Linked DNA regions of Gossypium arboreum: region 2 is linked to region 1. A link is a contact called in public Hi-C data. All regions are on one chromosome and are shown on one strand. Each heading gives the region's core, a stretch centred on a gene start, on an enhancer-like site or on the middle of the called end of the contact. The rest is flanking DNA. Distances are from core to core; before and after follow the strand shown.

Region 1 (7,415 bases), core at 4,124-6,623:
ATACACAATTACCTTAATGCTTATTAACATACAAACTTACTTCGAATTTACACGGAGAGAATCAAGCTATAAATTCACTATTTTGTTTTTCCCCCGATCTAAATTCGAACGTTGCTTTTCTTGATATATATATTCAAATTTAACTCATTCAAAATACATTCTATTCAATTTAGTCCAAAATTCATATTATGATACATTCTATTCAATTTAGTCCAAAATTCATATTATGGCAATTTTACACTTTTACCCCTTATATTTTAACATTTAGTCGCTAGCTTATAAAAATGCAAATCCATGCAAATCCATTTCAAACCATATTAGCCGAATTCTATTAAGACTTATGGCAGCCCAAAATTTTCATTATTTCACACATTTCACCATGAATTTTACACATTTTACAAATAAATACCTAATTTGCAATTTCAACCAAAATCACTTAACAAATGTTGTTTATCTAACAACAACCATTCATTTTCTATCACCAAACATCAAAACACATACACATTCATCAATGGTAAAACCCTAGGCTTTTAACAGTTTTGCAAATTAGTCCTTGGGCTAGCTAGATTAAGCTACAACAATTCCGAAAACATAGAAGTCATTAAAAATGGGACAAAAATCACTTACCAATTAAGCCTCAAAGTAACCGAACCCTAGTTGAACAAAAATGGCTTTCCTCCCTTGGATATTCGGTTGAAGATGATGATAAAAAAAAAGAAAAGATGATACTTAGTTTTGTTTTAATTATTTAATCTTTATTAACTAGTTTACTTTTTATAACCTTTTAAAATATTACAAATTTCAAATAAACCAATCTCATAAATTTCCATTAACACACTAATCGTCTAATTACCACTTAATGACCTCCACTTTAAAGTTCTATAGCTATTAGACTCCTTTAGCTAATAGAAATCAACTTTTACACTTTACGCAATTTAGTCCTTTTTATCAAATTGAGCATGCAAACGATAAAATTTCTTAGCGAAATTTTTATACGACACTAGTAACATGCTTTTGACATTAAAATAATAATAAAATAAATATTTTGACATCGAATTTGTGGTCTCGAAACCATTATACAAATTTCACTGAAAACAGATTGTTACATTGCTCTTTTCTAAAAGTTTATCATTTAGCTCTTGTAGCTCATCTCCATATAACTAGAGCATAATAAAATAAAATAAAAAATCTTTATTTAAAATCCAATAAAAAAAGAGAAAAAAATCATTATTTTTTCAAAAAATCATTATTTTTTCAACCTTAGGGAACCCATTTACCTTGAGCGTATCAGCATTTATGTCATGGGACAAGCTTAATGGCTCAAACTCTGACTCCGAATTTTGATAAATTTTCTTCAACATCTTCATTTCTAAAAATTATTTTTAATTTTTAAAAAATAACTTTATAATTCATAATTTTAAAACATTGCTAAATAAGAATTGGAACGTATCTTTATTGTATAGGCCCTCCTGGTGAAAAAAAAAATTACCTATTGATTTTTTTTAAAAAAAAGGAGAAAATACAATATTTTGTTAATATTATTTACCTTTTTTGCATTCCTCAAATAACAAATTTGAATGTCTCTATAAGAGTATTACTTAACCCATTGATTTGACTATTTTAAAAAAATAGAAAAGAAAATTAAAAATAAAGCTAAAATAAGGAAGATGAAACTAAAATTTTAATTGTAAAATAAAATAATATTATTAATACAGATAATGATGATCAACAAAAAGGATTGGTCTACCATAGGGGGAAGAAAATAGAAGGGCAACATCAACATCACACAATATAGAAAGTTCTTTTGCTTTCTTAAGAATTTCTATTTTACGCTTTGAATATTTTGCTTGTTGCTTGTCCTGCTTTAATGTCTTCCAATCTTTGGATTTTTTTTTTCTTCCCATATCTGTTTTCTTTGTACTTTTTAAGTTCTTTTTTCTAGTTTTCAAAGGAAAAATCAATGGTGTTTATATATGTAAATAAGAGTTATAATTATTTATGATGTCATTATTAAGAGAATCTAAGCTTATTTAAACCAATTAAAGGCCATATGATTTTTCAGATTTGTTAAAGCATTTTTGTTCAATTCAATAACCCCATATTTTGCCAAAAAAATTCAATTTCTTTTCTTCTTCTTTGATGTGTTTTACTTTCCATTTAGAGAATAGGAAAATTGAAAATAAAGTACGTGCAATGATGGAACCTCATTGGGTGATATTTTTCTCCTCCAACTCCCATTTCCATCCCATATTTATTTTAGTTTTATATACCTTAATATTTAATTTGATATTAGATCTTAAATATTTAATTTGATATTAGATCAGATTATATGATTGAATAAATATTTGAAAAATATATTTTGTAACAAAATTTAAATAATTGAAAATAAATTCAAGTACTAAATTAAATATAAAAATTAAACTCAAATACAAAATAAGAATAAAAAACTTGTACCAAATTTAACATTGTATGAAATACCATATTAACCTATTTATTATATATATTTATATTTGAACTCGATCTGCTTCAAATCTAATACAGCATTCAACTTCATAATTGATTTCATAATTATTTTTCTGCACTCCTAAAATTTTACAAAATATTTTATCTTAAACTCTTCAATCCCAATTTAAAATTAGATGAATTATAGATTTAATCACATTATATTATTTGCATTGCTTTTAATCGCTAAACTTCAATATATTATGATATGATTAATAATGTTATCAATTTGTTACATTTTAGAATCTAAGATGTCAACGCTGTAATAATAAACTAAGGTGATACGTTATATCACCATTTCAAGAAACAAACTTGTATGCAAAATAATGTTAAAACTGTCCGGCATGAGGAATATAACAGCTGAGAAAAATTTAACACAACAATACCAGAAAATTTTAAGTTATCTGTATGTCTCGTAGAAGTCGGGCAGCCATCGAGCCGTATCTTCTTGCATACCATTCACTAAGCTTCCCATCAGGGAGTCTTGTCACCAGGAGATCATCAACCGAAGAACTAATTTCAGTCTTGTTAACTTGGTCGTCAATTCCCCAATCCGTTTTCTCCTGCTTCTCTGTGCAAACTGCACTGTCTGCCGTAACAGGTGGGGGCTTTAGTCCCATAATGAAGAGTTGAATACTCGGATGTTGGTACTTACTGTCCATCTCCATGAAATAAGTAAGAGTTCCGAAACAAAGTAAGTTAGAAGAATATCTTATCCGAGGCTCAAACCTGTCGATAGAATCAAGAATAGAAGAGTTTTGACATGTTTCGCTAGAAAATAAAAGGGGGGGGGGAGGCGTCCTTGAATTGGTCATCAGAATATCAATACACATTTATTAACCAAAAATGATCGTACCGGCTGTTCACAGCAGTGGTCTCTGAGTTGACATCAAGAACGACAGAAAATAAATCTTGAGCGTTTCATTTCACATTCAAAAAGTGGATAAATTGTGTACCTTGGCTTTTGAGACAATCTTCACTTCAAAGAAATTTTTCCAGGTCAGAAGCATCTGCTCGTGGACACTAGTAGAACGGATCTCATGACCCAACTAAACAGAACGATTAAAGCAACAATGAGTTCCATCGCTGAATAAATCAATTTCAAACGGAAAATCAGAAAAGGTATCATACCATAATTGTGGTTTTGGGGCCTGATAATGTGATTATTGTCTGCAATAAAGGTCCCACGAGATGCTCCGCGTAAACCTTAAAAGGCAAAATCAGTACACCACATTTGCAACTATTCCACAAAAAGCGTTACGTTACTACAAGAATATATGCATCTGGAGAACTTACAACATCTGTACCAATAACATAGTCAAATGGTGGACCAACAGCTTTTATATGATCTTCATTTCCCCAGTCCAACTCCGCCACCTTAATTGATCCAAATGAATCTAAAATAATCATGCTACCAATGTGAGATAAAGAGTACAACCTGTCATTAATTTCTACAATAGCATTGCTAGGTAATTGTCAAATAATTCCGCTATTACTTAAGCGAAATTGTTGTGTCAAGATTTGTTATGGCACATTGGTGGGCAAAAGAAAAAATATATATGAAAAATGAATCGTGTAAACTAAATTAGAAGTGCTGAAAAAAGGGAACCTGAACAAGAATTCATCTGCAATATCCTTGAAGTATTGCGTTCTACATTTCTCCTCAACAATGGCACAACCTCGATTTGGTCTGTAGAAACTACATCACATCCCAGCAATGCCATTCCTGGAAATCACATGGAGTCAGATTCAGCACGGTCTGAACAAATAATGCAGAATCATAAAAGACCTCCCCTATAAATATAACCTGACCATGAGTGTTAAATGTACAGAATTAAAAACTCACCAAACCCCGCTACTCCACAACCCGCTCCAAGTTCAATAACGCGCTTTCCTTTAAGTTTAGACGGGCAAAACCTTCCCTTTCTGCAATTCTTTTCCTAAACAATGAAAGAATTTTGCACCGTGAATTTCAATACAGAAGAATAGTTGGAAAAATTTTAAAAATACCTTTTGTGGTGTAAAACCGGGAGACTTTCGGGTCAAACAAGCAAAACCATATAAACTGGGTACAAATTTTCACAATTGGTACTAGATCTATATCGCCAACATGAAATGTGAAAGCTAAGTGCTGTACCATCGGAAATATAGGTATTTAACTATCAACATCAACTTAAACTCAATTCAAAAAAAAGGTCTCAGCATCAACAACTTGAATATCACTAATATAGTTAAAGAGCCACAATAAAGATTAAAATGAATACCAGAAATTTGGCAAACACCATTGATGTGTCCCAAACTGTTGTTCCTAAATGTTTGGAATTAGGATCCTGCCACAATTGTCGGAGACAATATGATAACTACAACTAAAAACCTCAAAAAAGAAAAAAAGAAGTACTGCACAAGAGAAAAGAAGAAAAATTACCTGAGAGAAGTGTAGTTGATGACCCAATACTTCAAAAGTAATTACGGATGTACTTGGAGAATTCAACCTAAGACAAAACATTAACTCTATATTTAAAAATTAAAAAAAAAAACCCAAAATTTCTTTTTATTACAACAGATTGCAGAAAACTAATGACGAATGGTATTTTTACCTTTCAGCCTCCATTTGATTGACGATAAGCAGAATTCCAAGACTCGAACTTTTAACTCAAGACAATCTAAAACTTCCAAATGCTTGTTATTAACTATATTAGTTCTTGAATCCTCGATTACCGTATGAATCAAAGTTCCTTTCTCTCTGGGTGCGTGAGATTTTGAGTTTCAGACTGCTATGCAATGAAAATCGTAAGCCTTTCCCCTTTTACTCCATGGTTATGGATGGGGCTGGCTGGCTTCGTTTTAGCCAATCCCAGGCTAAATCAGCCCACTTATTCAACTAAGAAACAATTTGGGTTCCTTATGGCCCATGGAATTTGTGATCTACCAGCCCATAGCTTTACTTTGTCACTAAAACAAAAGTAATTGCAGCATATGTTCACAAATTATAATCTTGATTTTAAAATGATTTTTGAACTTTAAAAAATTTTAATTTATTTTTAAAGCATTCGTATCTTATCAATTAGAAATTTTCATCTCTCTAGCAGAAACATTGAATGCTGCATTTGAATATGATATAAAACATATTCAAAATGTTTGAATCAAAATATTGAATGCTACATTGAGCACGATATATAACATATTCAAAATGCATGAATCAAATTTTAAATGCATGAATCAAATTTTAAATGCATGCACTTATGGCATAATTCAAAATTTAAAGATAATTTTAGGATAAAAAAAATATGAAGTTTACATTTCGTATCACAACTCGAGCTTCTTATGATTTGAGCTTAGTTATACCTCAATGTTATAAACTAATAGAATTTATTTTTCTTTTGCCCATTCTATTTCTATACGCAAAACATAGCAATAGATAAGATAGGTATCTACCATTGCTAAACAAAACATTCAATTACGACAAATATTATCATATAATTTGAGTCGCATGCATTTAAGTATCATGCTAATCACATAGTGTATTACTATTGATACTGGTAACAACAAGGAGGAGAAGGTGGAGGAGGTAGGTCCAGTTCACTCGTACAAAGGAGAAAGTCGGTAATGGAAAGGTAGAAAGAATAAAGATAGGAGGGTAAAACTAACTTCAGGACAAGAGGAATAAGAATAAGATCATTTTTCTCTCATATGCTTATGTAACACCCCTCGCTCCACCCGATCGCTGGGTCCAATCTACGAAATGTTGTAATTTTTGCCAAAGCAACTACAGTCAAATAACATGTAATGTAAACATAAATCATACAAACACAACCAATATAGATCATAAGTCATCATATACAACCTTTCTTGGGTCTATACGAGCCCATGTATGCTTTAGAATTAACCCGAAATCAAATTAGGATTAATTTGCAACATTTTCAAAATTTCAAAACGATGTCACAATGTGAGGAGTTTCTTATTACACTGTGGCCCAAAACTCAAATCTTGTCATGACAACCATCGCTTGACTCATGACGTGAACTCTGTTTTTGGCACAAAATAAACCTTTTGGCACCTACTTCAACCAACCAAATCATTTTTCACATTTGGTGCACTTTGCACAACATTCCACATTCATAAAACATGCCATAATACATACCAAAGAACCCACACATGATTTCAATTCAATTAATCCGACATGCATTCATTTGAACAACAAAACATAATAAATTTGCTTAATCAATTCAATATAATCATCAATGAATTTTACCATTTCTTACCATCACATTTGCTACTGCATTTCATACTCTTCTTATAATTTTAAATGTCAAAGGCAAAGTCACACAAGTTACCAAAACATATATTCTCACATTTGAGCATTAACACTTTATGTTTCAAACATTAACCAAGTCCAAAGCAATTATTCATCCAAAGTAAACTCATATAAATATAACACCTATGTACATGCCACATAACTAAACTTTAAAACGTTTAAAAGATTACCAAATTAATAATGGGATAGTGTGAGCTTCTCGACAACTCACTTTACACATTCCGCAAGTTAGCAATCTATAAAGAAAGGGAAAACAATGAGGTAAGCATATCAAAGGCTTAGTAAGTTCATAAGCATTAAACTATAACTTATTTCAATAACAATTTAATACGATAAGCTACTGGCTTGACAAGTTTGCCTAAACATGGAAACAATAATTCAACACGGTAAGTTGAACATATATTGTATCATATAGTGATTCAAACATGCAATATTCCAATCCACTTATAATCAAGATTTCACTGTCATTCATGTAATCAAACAACATTTCATTAATTTAATATCAAATTCATACCATTTCACCTATTTATCAATAATACATCTAATTTCAATATAATGGAAATCACTATGTTGTTTTATTGTTTGAATTCTGAATCAA
Region 2 (7,294 bases), core at 3,683-6,182, 200 kb after region 1:
TACAGGAACTACCGGCAAGAAAACCTTTCCCTGGTCACCATCATATTTCTCCACCTCGAAAAGTCTTGAAAAGGGAAGCATTTTATGACGATGGGTGTGAGGAATTGGCCTCATTGCAGCAACATTTGGTTTCGGTCTTGGATTACCATTTATACCTTCCATGACATTACAGTTTAGAGGTTTAGTGCCTTTGCATGGTTCTGATCTTTTACGACTAGGTGCGGGAGGCACCAACCAGCTCGGAGATCTGGAAATTACAGAACTAGCCCAGAGGGGATCTTTTCCACGGCCCGTGCAAAAGAAAAGTAGGCGTTTGGCATCATCTTTTTCAAACGAAGCAACTGATAAACCTTGAATGCTAGCAATCCCCAGCATAACTAAACTGCGGTAGGATGCATCTGGTGCAAGTTGCCTCAAGACCTGCTAAACCATTTCCAGAAACAGATAATGATTTATCCAAGGAAAAAAAAATATAATGCTAACTCAAACAGAATTACCCTCATGAAGAAGGGCTTCATAGATATTTCTTCCGAGCATAATTCAGTAAAAGTTCCTCCTTCAAATGTTTATCCATACCTCAATGAAGTTTATGGTAAAAAAGGATACAAAGTAACAAAGGAGTTCACAAAAACATCCATGACAAAACATGAAACACACATGGATGAAGCATACAGGACATGCATAGAGATATAGAAAAGTTCCAGAGAAAGAATAAATTGGTTAAAGAGAATCACACCTGAGAAGCCCATGTGGGAACCTTCATGGACACCTCAAATACACTTGCTCCACAGGCGATCGAGGCTGATCTACGAGGCTCAGATGATGGCAATTTGCTTTCCTCAGAACTCGACTGTGCATGGACTAGCTTACTCTTCTCAATAAGCTCATTTTTTATATGATTTTCTAAAAGCTGAGGCAAAAAAACAAGAGTTTCATGTGTTAATTTAAGGTAATGACACTAGCAATAAACCTGAAGTACTTGCCTGATCATTAAAACAAGTCTGTGCACTGCCAGATACTAAAAGTGATATGTGAGCTGAACTACAGGTTGAAAAATCACAACGCATGGTCACTACACCACGAGAAAATGTCCCCGCTTGAAGAGGTGGAGGAGGAGCACTGTAAGAATAGATGATGTTAGTATGACAATAATAAGGACACGCAAGAAACTTGGAGGTACCAGTAGGTATAAAATGTGAACTATAAAAGAAGCAATTGGAGCTACAAGCGCTCAACATCTAAACCTAAACAAAGCAAGAGACCCTCCATCACCAAAGGAACTGTAATTTAGCTCAAAGTTATCAATACCTTGCTCTGTTATGGAGCTTGCTCCCACGTATCTGAAACAAATGCCGCAGTGGATGTAAATAATTATATAAAACAGATTCGGGGTATTAGCACAGATTATTCTCTCACACACATAACATGCTATAACTTTATAATTATAAGAAATTAGGTGCTCTTCTCCACATGTTAGTATGAACATAAAACAATATCAGACCCCATTACAGCTAAGCAATTGCACTTGCAACCTTGTACAACTAAATTTGAAGCCATGTACAGCAGTATTGATCTCATTCTCAATCTATTTCTTATGCATCTTGACTATCAAGGTGACACTAATATGTGCACCCTTGCAAATTGGTGTTGGTAAAACGCTGATGCCGTAATGCTGTTCAGAGAGAATGTGGTAAAGCAAGACCAACTAGAATTATCATTTGAAACCATTAGGAGAAGAGGATGAAGATATGTAACTTTTAACGTAAAAGGGATCAAGAATGGAGGATATTGTGCTGTTATCAGCATTGAAAGCTCACTAGGTGTCATTCTAAGTAACATAACCCAGATGCAGCCATAACTAATGTAATCTCTTAAATGATGATATTCAAACGATGGTAGTACAAGCATATAAGCCAAAACAGGGAAATTATAATACAAGTTCAAGAGGAAAAAAAAAAGGGGGGGGGGAGCCACTTGTACAAACTTACTTCTATGCTCAATAGGGCATTAAGTCCATCCTCCAAAGATCTCAAGAGGAATGCATCCTGCAGGGCATACAGCTAATAACAAATAAATACAAACTAGGATGAACAAAGTATATGATTATGGTTCAATAAAGGAAGAACTCTCAAACCTACCAATGAGCAAGGAGATCCACAAATGAGAAACCTCATTGTCACATCATCATCATATAACTTTATGGCAGGAAGATTTTCAGGGGAGCTTTCTTCCTCTTCCATATCTACCTCCAATTGAGGAACATCAATCCTAGGAGGGTCGCCAAGCAGGCACGGTTCTGGCTTAACACTTTGTTTCTGACTATTAAAAGCATTGTCGTTCTGCAAACAGTATAATCTAAAAGACGCATGGGCAAGTTGAAATGCATCCCATGTGTGGCTACATGAGCTGCAATAGACCAAAACTACAAAGCTTTAGTACTCACTTCAAGTAAAGTTACTTCCAGTTTGTAGATTATATTCTTCAATAAGCCAGAAAAAGGAATGCATAATTTGCCTTATCAACCAAATTCACAAAATTAACTAACACGCTACAATCACTATTAAGGACGGTAGGGAAAATAATCATGCTTTATCTATAATGAGCAGAAGTAGGAGATAGTACCTTTGTATCACTGACAACAGTGCTTGACGAAAATGGGAAGCTGTGTAAGGCGAGACTGTATTTTTCCAATATATAACATAAGGGACTCCCTGCCAGAGGAGAAATTAAATGTCAACAACTTTAATAAAAATATAAAGCAGCCTACTAATACTAGCTCAATTGGCACCGATGTTGCTGAAGACTCCAAAGGTTAGCGAATGGATTTAGGCACGTAAGGTCCTCCTCAGATGAGTATATAATTAGTTAGAGGTTTGCGGAGTTAAGGGTGGTTTAAGAAATTTATCAAATATATATAACAATTTTCCATTTGTTCACTTTATGATCATGATCAATAACTTTACCTTGGAATGAAGTGCCTCAGCCAATTTGTCACCGTTGGGAGTCTCTAAATAAACCTGCACAAACATTTGAGAATAAATCAACTAAACATAATAAACTTCAAATGAGCACTGAAAGTCTGAAACCAGTAAAACTAGTAAAAGGAAGTATAAAACAAAAGGAAACATGCATGAAACAATCCCATCGTATAATTTCAGGGAGAATGGGATCAAACTATAAACTTTATTAAACAAGTAACAAGAAAATCATGTCTCACTAACAGTGGTGGGCAATGTGGAACCAAAAAGTCCGTATAAAACTTCTGGAGTGGACAAGTGAACATCTCCACAAACCAGATAACCAATTTCTTCACTATCAGGATTCTGCTCTCCTTGTAAGTAAACTACATTTGGCTCAGACGATTCAAGAACACGTCGAACCTCATCGATGCTAGGATTGTTCAGAAGCTGAACCTGCATTTAAATAAGTAAAAGTGCAAGTTTATAAGAAGTTCTGCTAAAATGTCAACAGTTAAAAAAGGTTAAAAACTATTAACATGATTTATATACCTCTAAGCGACCTGAAGAAGCAATCTCTGGAAATGGGTATCTGGACTTATCATTAGAAACTGGCTGCTTCTGTTTATTATCAGAAACTTCACCACCACAAAGAATAGCAAGGAGACTGCAATGGTTCCTTGAAGACCTTTGAGCACTAAACATCATTCAAACATGCCAGACTCAGCAAGACCCAAACTTGCCACTAAGTGCAAGGCACCAATGGCCCCTTTAAGAAGTCCCAAAAACCTAAAACATTACTGTGAAATCAAATCAAAACCCTAAAAAGACAACTGCAAATCTTATTACTCGAAACCTCTGATTTTCCAAAATTCTATCACAGAGCAAAAAGGAACTTCACTTTGTATTTGAGACACTTGAAAATCCCTAAAAACCAAAGGTGGAGAGTTCAAAATCTGAAGAAATCCCACCGATCCAGATGAAATAAACAAGGAATCGAGAACCCGAATGAACAAAATTACCAAACCAGACGAAGATACCGAGAAAATTTCTCAGGAAGCAAATCCTTCCAAAACAAAAATCGGAAAGTAAAAAAAGAACCCTAAGTTTTAAGAAGAGTCAGACTTCCAAATAATAAAGAAATCTCAAATAAATAAATAAAAACCCGAAATGACACATCTTTATTCCTTCTTTCACTAACAATCCCCCACTAGCACCGCCTTTGACAAAAAAAAAATTAAAATCAAAAACAAAAAACCCAAAATCAAAATCAAAATCAAAATTCGATTAAAATCAAAGTTAATTAATTAAAAATCAAAAAAGCCCAGCCAGAGCCTCCCTTTTTTTCTCTTTGTTGTCAGTTTGTATTTTTAATAACTACAGTTTCCCAAGTCAAAAAGAGTCAATTTGATGAACCGTTTGATCAGGAAATCCACAAAAAAGGAAAAAGAAATGCCCATTTCTTAATTGACTTTTTAATAATTTGTTTCTTTCAAGTTACCGTGCTTCAAAAGATATCATAACTAATGCATTGTACTCATTCGCAAACTTTGAGGAGGTGAAAAGTTTCTGTATCTGCTTTTTTGTGTTCTTGAATACTATACTTCAAAGTCCAATACTACCGAAATGAAGGGTATTTCTATTTTCTTTTCTTTCTTTTTTTATTTGGGCAAAGATTTAGAATGGTTGGTTTGGTTCTGTTCTCATTGTCCAAGCCTCCAAGTTCATCACTATCATCTCCATGATCATGATCATGACGGTGATCATCATGGGTAAATTTGTGTTGGGAATGAATGATATGAAATCTTGAAATTTTGTACTTATTTTTTTTACTGAGAATTTAAAAGCCCCGAAAACAAAAATTCTTTTCAGGTAAATATGTTCTTCGTTGAGCACTCGAACTGCTCGCTTTGTACGAACTGGGACCCAGTTCCCTGGATTTGACTCCCCCACTTTCTTTTTCGCTATTCCTTTCATTTGGTTTTTTTCTCAATTTCATCTTTTTTATTCTATAAAAACTTAATAACTTATCTTTTTTTACAATTTCATCCTTCAAAATTAAAATGGCAATACTATTAAATTATTGATCTCAACATCAAATGTTAAGTAAAAAATTAGCAAAAACATAACCATACAATAATTTATCACCAACTTTCCGATCCAATTAAAAAATTATTAAAATTTTAAAAAATTTCAAAATTTTGGTTTAATCGATTTTTAACTGATTCAATCGATTTTTTATTCAATTTTTACTGATTTTCAGTCTAATCAATCCAAAACTACTTTTTAGATAGGTCTCTCAACCAATCGGTTCAGCTCGATTCAAACAACAATACAATTTATATGTAAAAAATTAACAAAAATTAACGGTAATAAGATTAACTCCTTGGTTTTCATGAGGTATATAAATTACAAGGACAAAACTTTGACAAATTAAAATATAAAGATTACTTTTTGGAGATGAAATTCATAATTAAAATCTTAATTTCTACAACAAACTACTTGCCTTCATAATTCTTGGATTATGTTTTACTTAGGATTAATTGTATCCTACAGTTTTAAATTATAGGTTAATTCTAATTTGCCTTTTAATTTTAAAATATTTTTGAAGTATTAGTATTTTATCAATTAAGTTTTTTGTTAATAAAGTCATTAATTTGGGCATTAAATGCTGGATCAAATTTAATGTGAAGGATATTTAAACACAACGATTCACAAGATTTGTGTACCTACTACATGAATAATTTGAATCTATTGCATAAAAGAAAAAACAACCTTCCTAAATTTTATTAATGTTGTCTGTTTTTTTAGCACTTTAGGTTCAAACTATCAACGCAATATATCTACGCATATATGATTTAATTCATATGTTTTAAATATGTTTATGTCAATTTCAAACTATCATTTACAGACTAAATTGATTATTAATGTTTTAAGGCTTCAATTACAATATTTTAAAATCTAAGGACTAATTTAAAATTTAAATGATAGTTTGGAGATGTTTAGCAAAACTAACCCTTTCTCTTATTAATTTTTTTCCATGAACAGAATTTCACTAATCACGGAAAGATTACATGTTAATGAATTATCTTTTAGTATTTCTATATGCGTCAATTTGAATATAACATATAAAAAATAATTAAAAGGTAAAATTTAAAATTAATTAATAATAACACATATAATATATATAGTATTAAATTGGAAAAATAAAATGAATAGTGTTGTCATCAATATTAAGTTGGTATTGAGCTGACTTATAACACTGAAATAATAATAGCAGTCATTTAATAAAATGGTATATTAGTCATTTCTTAATTGAGTCGATATTTCGTTAACCTATGACATCATCTTAGTCAGTCAGGGGTTTCATTAATAGTATAGATACCCAAATTTGGGGAGAAAAGACATTTTATGTTAAAAGTTAATTGTTTTAAGTTTATTTAAAAATTATTGCTGGTGTAGTGATAAAAAATTTGTTTATAAATCTAATGAACACAAGTTCAACACGTAAATTTTAGTTTTTTTATTTAAAAGTTATATAAAAATATGAAAAGATAAGAAGGTCGTCAAAATAATAATAGTCTCTAATAAAAAGATATATTAGTAATTTTCCAACCGAGTTGGTATCGATTAACTTGTGACACTAAATCAGTCAAGGGTTCTATTAATAGTTTAGACTAATATAGATGTAACATCCCTATCCCGTAACCGTTGTCGGAATAGGAAAGGGGTATTACCAGACTTGTAACTCATGTCAGAACAGTAAAATTTTAAACTTTTTCTTGAAATAAAGATCATTCATTTAGATAAATGCTAAATACAGCCAGGGATAAAATTAAACTTCTATAAATACACATTCAAAGGATGCCATTTTCGCATGGCTTATATACATTAACCAGAGTATTATTCCGCTACTAGTCTATTCTATACATGCCATAAAATAATCCAAAACATAGTAGTACCAAACAGTGGATAGTGATAGTGTGACGAGTTGTTGACGATCCCCGAGTAAAGGCCAAATTTGATAATCTATAAAACAAAGAAACGTAACAACAGAGTAAGCTTTCAAGGCTTAGTAAGTCTTAAGTAAAACAATTAACTTTGCTGGATTAAATACATTTATAACTTCCACAAAATCCAAGTGAAGTCTCGATGGGCTTAATAAGCCTACACAAGTACATAATACATACCTGGCTAACTTAATGTGCTGAACATCCGTAATTGTTGATTTATTACTAAGTCGCTTAAGATTAGACCTTACACAAATCACGTTTTGAAATGTCAAGATATATCACCATTCGGTCAATATGATTAAACCCTATGTATGCACATGTAAT

What was found. A called contact is a pair of places that touch in the nucleus more often than the background predicts.
Region 2: a Hi-C map of leaf shows a contact between it and region 1, with 2.2 times the contacts expected there. The contact joins the promoter of LOC108483970 here to the promoter of LOC108484499 in region 1. A contact is called at or near these places in 2 of 5 Hi-C or Micro-C datasets (both in leaf).

The regions. Positions count from the first base shown.
Region 1 is chr6:116,295,351-116,302,765 of ASM2569848v2, forward strand. It overlaps LOC108484499, which reads right to left and starts at 5,374. Exons shown (of 9, transcript XM_017788308.2): 1 at 5,100-5,374; 2 at 4,928-4,994; 3 at 4,767-4,832; 4 at 4,349-4,442; 5 at 4,112-4,228; 6 at 3,799-3,899; 7 at 3,634-3,708; 8 at 3,459-3,551; 9 at 2,680-3,164. The coding sequence starts at 5,113. The coding sequence ends at 2,898.
Region 2 is chr6:116,492,765-116,500,058 of ASM2569848v2, forward strand. LOC108483970 (AT-rich interactive domain-containing protein 4-like) reads right to left here and starts at 4,933. Exons shown (of 15, transcript XM_017787544.2): 1 at 3,510-4,933; 2 at 3,222-3,413; 3 at 2,964-3,017; 4 at 2,623-2,711; 5 at 2,139-2,406; 6 at 1,989-2,045; 7 at 1,309-1,340; 8 at 984-1,119; 9 at 737-910; 10 at 1-420. The coding sequence starts at 3,665.